Regions from separate parts of the Gasterosteus aculeatus genome. Here region 1 is linked to region 2. A link is a contact called in public Hi-C data. All regions are on one chromosome and are shown on one strand. The core of a region is the stretch at or near the end of the contact, and the rest is flanking DNA. Distances in the headings are between cores, read along the strand shown. Region 1 overlaps LOC120833417 (a long non-coding RNA gene). Region 2 holds the start of bcl11ba (BCL11 transcription factor B a).

Region 1 (2,700 bases), core at 129-2,628, 360 kb before region 2:
GACACCATCCATCCATCTGCAAACTGCTTATCCGGCACACAGGGTCACGGGGGGGCTGGAGTCCATCCCAGCCAACTTCAGGCGATAGACGGGGTTCATCCTGGACTGGTCACCAGCCAATGGCAGGGCTGCACAGAGAGATACAACCATTCACACACCTACGGGCAATTTAGAGTCCCCAACCAACCTGAGAGAACCCACGCAGACACGGGGAGAACATGCAGACTCCACACAGAAAGGCCACTGGGCGGAGTGGAACCAGGACCTTCTTGCTGTGAGGCGACAGTGCTAACCACCACGTCACCGTGCCGACCCACTGTAGACACTTGCATTCTAATATGCAATCATATATAACCACACACACACACACACACACACACACACACACACTCCTTCGTGTGACAACAGCTACTACTGCAGGTGTAAAGAGGTGGTAATAAAAATAATACAAACATGCAAATAAGATTGAAGTCAGTGGAGCAGTAAATGATGAGTAAGGCAGAGGGGGGGGGGGGGGGGGTAACATTATCTGACTCGCAAACAAAAGAGGGCAGTATGATGACATTCACGCAAAGCAAACTTTAACGGAAACACACTCTGATCCCAAAAAATATTTCAATGTGTTCACATGTGGTATTCGTGGAGGTGTGTGTGTGTGTGTGTGTGTGTGTGTGTGTGTATGTCTGGGGTGTCTTTGTCAATGTGCTCAATGTATGCAATTACCCATTCATGTGGAATGCACATTCTCAAATATTTACAACCCCTTATTATCCCCCCCCCCCCCTCCACACACACACACACACACACACACACACACACACAGCAGGAGATTATCCCCCGAGGCTGGGGGGGGGGCAAGGGGGGGCAAAGAACGGGTAACATTTTTTTCCCCCAGTTGTCACACCTGCCATCAAGAAAACACAAAAAGCTGAGGACTTTTCCTCCCATGTGTGCACCGTTAAATGCTTTTCACACTTACCCCGTCCTAAAAAAAGAAGGAAAAGAAATCCTGGTGCAACGTAAACGTGCAGCTAACAAGTGTACACGGTGTCCAGCCCAAACAGAAATCATCATGCACTGAAGTAACGGCGTGAGAATCCAACAGGAAACAAGGTGTGAAACTGACATCCCCGTGCTGTGATTACATCACACGTGCTGGAAAGCCTTTGACCGGCCTGACCCTGGTTAGCATTCAACAAACACTTGTCTCTGGGATGAAAGCCTCATTGGAAGCCAGCCTGCTAATGATAGTATACTCAAACAATCAGGGCAGAGCACACATTGGCCCCCGTCTCGCATGACGACAAACGCCAGTCCTAAATACGATGGCATCAGTGCCGCGTGTTGGAACGGGCTCCTGGTGTGCGGCGCCAACTCGGCCCACCGCTGCCAAGCATTCTTCAGATTTCATTAAGTAATAGCTCATTCATTACGGAGGCTGGGACCAGGGCTGGAGCCGCCATTAAAGCCCGATCACGCAGGATGCACACAGAGCACACACACACACATACGCTGTACTTGCTGCAAAAATGCACAGAAACACACTGGCTGCAGCCGTGTACACACACACACACACACACACACACACAAGGCTTAAACGTATAATTTAGCTAAAACCTCCCCCAGGCTTGAGGGACCCTCCCTGGGTCTCTTCACCCTTCATTGAGCAAGCTTGCTGGAGGCCACTTTCCACCACTTTCTGCTTGCGATGTGTAGAAAGGGCGCAAACAACCGGGCCCTTTTTGGGCCTCTACCCTTTTGAATGACTACGTCTTTGTGCATTTGTGTGTGTGTGTAAACCTGCATGCATGACTGAAGGTCTGCCAGCAGTACTGTACTGTGCAGCCATAATCCCCAACTCCATTGTTATTGTCTGGCTTTGACTGGGTGTTTGATACTGATACATTCATGTTTGAATATGACCTTTTTTTTTTTTTTTTACAGTAAATGGATAGAATGCATTTTCAAACGAATCTGTAATCTTCTACAAAACAATTTGGAGAAGAAGTTCTCAAACTGAAGATGGTTCGGTTATCAGGTATGTCGGTAGGGGGAAAGGAGAATTTTAAAGCCAGATGGGAAAAATTTAGCATGAAAATAAATGATCAATATTCAAATTAAATTAAATAAATTCCATCAGCTGAGGAAGGCTGTGAATTACACCTTCTTTCTTTATTTAACGTAAAACGTATTTTCTTCTCAGAAACGAGACTTGACAGAGCTAAACTCAAACGGAGCGCTAATGTTGCTTGTGTCTGTTAACCTTGTTCAAATTGCTTTAATGGCGTTACAGCCACGTATCCCATGAGAGCTAAAATGTCATTATTTAGTAGGATGGCCCACGTTTAGCCGATACTCACACTCAACTCTTTCTCACCTCGGCACCTTTGAAAAGCTGCTGCGTACACGCATGTCTTACACGCCCTTTGACCAAGATTACAGTCGCAATTTAATACAGTTCAGAATAGTTAATTTGCCATTAAAGTCGGGGGATGGAGGGGATACGTGGGCGCTGTGTGAATAGGGCATAGTGTGACTGTGGAATAGCCACGGCGTCTTAAATGAATTCAGTACAGGAGCCCCCCCCCCCCCCCGGGTTTCCCCAGAGAGAGCCCCGAGTAATACATCATATTGCTCTTAAACTAGCTATTAACCACAGTGAGGACAGAGACGGAGGGGGAGGGACGGGAGGGGAAATTA
Region 2 (2,700 bases), core at 191-2,690:
GGAGCTGGTGTTTAATAGATCTGCTCATGAAAGTGCTTAAACTAAGTGTTTTAGTATCCCGTATTCCGGATATAAATTAAGGAGTAGGAATTATATTTTTAGAGTAATTTTCTGCTCGTGGACGGAGCCGTTTATAATTCGGTTTAAAGTAAAAGCGGAATAATACAAAAGTCATCTCTCGTTTAACCAACTCGCTTTTCTCCTTCAGCAACCCGACACGTTTTTCCCTTTACGCTTTATAATAATAATAATAATAATAATAATAATAATAAGAGGCAATTTACACGTTGTAATAATCGGAAAGTATTAATAGTAAATTATGGCCTTTATCTAATTTCGCCAGTGAGGAATAAAAGAGGAGAGAAACTTTCTGCTCCCAAAATGTAAGAAAAAACAAATCCAACTCTCAACTTCTCGGGGTTCCAGCAGAGAGGACAGTGTGCTGTTGCTGTGTGGACGGGTGGGGGGACACTTACGTGTTGTCTCTCTCTGGGACAGGTGCTGCGGGTTCCCCTGCTTGCGTCGGGACATCGCCCTGGCATTTACACTGGCATCGCCCGGAAAGCGGCGCTGGAAGGGTCGACTCTCCTCCTGCGGCTCCTTCGTACCGGCCGCAAACCGGCCCCCAAAAGCACGCCGAGCGGCCCACTCGGCGCTGGCCCCGCGCGTGGCCCCTCGAATGGTCCCTCCAGCGAGCCGCGGCTCCTGCGCTCTGCGGTGAGCGGCCGTGGCGCGGCGCGGCGCGGGGCGGTCGGTCGGTCGGAGTTCAGCGGCAAAGTGGCGGCGCGCCTCCCGTCTGGCAGCGAGGCGGCGGGCGGACCGGCTCCTTCCGCCGCGCTCACACCATCTTTCAGAAGAAGAAAAAAAGAGAAAAGACAACGGAGACGCGCGAGGTCGGCGGTCACCTCCGGGTGGACAGTCACTGCCCGTGTCCACTCTGCGGCCACGCTGGACACGCTGCGTCCCTGTCCACAGAACGCGGGCGAAATGACGCCAAGTCACGTCTCAAAGTGTCTCAAATAGGGATCCACTGTCCTTCTCGGTACTTCTCTGGGTGGCACCAAGTGTTGGGCACTTCTGCTGCGGCACTGACAGCGCCGGCGACGCGCGTTGCACTTGAACTCTTAAGTCAAAGCCCAAGCGCCGGTTTGAGGACAGACCGCCGCGCTCTTTTCTCTTTGTGCAGGCTGCAGTGCGCCGCTTCCTCGGGCTGTGCGCGGCTGTGTGCGGCTGCGTGCGTCGGCGTGCGGCTCTGTGCGGCTCTCTGGCTTCCACAATGGGAGAAAACTCAAGTTCAAGTGCGGACGTGACGTTCAGTCTGCGGTGAGAAGGGAGAGTGGAGACTGAAGAGCACTGGGGGCGACTAGTGGTGGCTTTCACACACACTGACACACGCCGACACGCACACACACACACACACACACACACACACACGCTGCTCTCCAACTCCCGCATACACCCGAGCGGGCGGCGCGCACGGCAGCAGCGGTCCGAGCCCCTGCAGGCCGCTCCGCGCCTCCGTGCGCCGTCGGGGACTCGTTTGGATCAGTGCGACCTGAGGCGCGTCCTCGTCTCCGGGGTTGCTGGACAAACGCGTGCGGGCCGGTAGCGCGCGACGACCGGCCGATCCGCGCACACCTTTGGCGGGATAGCGCGCATTACATGAGCTGCTTATTAAATGTTGTAAACTACATTTTAATTAACGCTTGACCCTTTGAACCGCTTTGTTCCGTTTGCGCTCACGCGCCTTTAACACAATAAAGGCCCGTCATGAAATGAAATCCTTAATAATTAATAATTGATTCCTTTTCTTAATGAAATTCACAAAGCATAAATAATCATACATTTTTTTTTATTTTGGTTGCGCGGCTCATCAGATCCGCTTTTTTCCACTTTTTATTTTTACAAGTTTTACTATCAGCTCGTTGTATTGTCGTATTGTCTCTGGTGCGTCGGGTCGGCCTGAATCCGCGAACAAATGAAAGGATCACATTCCATCAATATTTATTCATATTTATCCCAAACATATGGCAACAAGGAGCTTTCTGTTTATCCAGACTTATTCAATTAGAAAGTGGTATCAAAAAAAGAAACATCCTTGTGTTTCCCAATCAGGCAGCTTTGTGACCTCACGCTGACCTCCGGAGAGGAAGAGGTGAGTGAGGAGGAGGAGGAGGAGCACTGATTTATGCAACTCATCGAGAAGCTTCAAAATAAAATGCCACAGATTTTATAATTGTAAAATTACAGAGAACAAGAGGGAAACTGCAGCTACACATCATAAGCAACATAACATCACATCTAAGTGCTGAAGCTATAGTGTGTGTGTGTGTGTGTGTGTGTGTGTGTGTGTGTGTGTGTGTGTGTGCGTGCAGATGATGGATAACAGGTTTGCTGGTAGAAGCAGCGTCTCCACTTGCTCGTTCCCTCCCCAGCTGCACCTACTGTTTAAAGGGCGGCTGACATGATGTTCATCCTCACACGTCCCTTCGGGGGGGGGGGGGGGGGGGGGGGGGGGCAAGGAGAGCCGCAAGCAGCCGTGCAATTTGGGGTTCGCAGTGTGCGTGTGTGTGTGCGTGTGCGTGTGTGCGCGTGCAGACACACAGCAGGTGAGAGTCCAAGTTGCTGAACAGGAGCGTCTCTGGGATGACCCCCCCCCCCCCCCCGCTCAGATTTACACCAGAAGGACGTCAGCGTTGT

What was found. A called contact is a pair of places that touch in the nucleus more often than the background predicts.
Region 1: a Hi-C map of skeletal muscle shows a contact between it and region 2, with 4 times the contacts expected there. The contact joins the enhancer-like site here to the promoter of bcl11ba in region 2. A contact is called at or near these places in 3 of 6 Hi-C or Micro-C datasets (skeletal muscle, tail fin and whole body).

The regions. Positions count from the first base shown.
Region 1 is chr15:17,513,634-17,516,333 of fGasAcu3.hap1.1, reverse strand. LOC120833417 (a long non-coding RNA gene) reads right to left here. Exons shown (of 4, transcript XR_013452690.1): 3 at 1-128. Among protein-coding and RNA genes, the nearest start is that of LOC120833417, 7.7 kb to the right of the region's middle. Within about 2 kb of position 1,378, at least 1 of the 9 cell types and tissues checked has open chromatin away from gene starts, as enhancers often do.
Region 2 is chr15:17,157,628-17,160,327 of fGasAcu3.hap1.1, reverse strand. It overlaps bcl11ba (BCL11 transcription factor B a), which reads right to left and starts at 1,440. Exons shown (of 3, transcript XM_040199604.2): 1 at 477-1,440. The coding sequence starts at 531.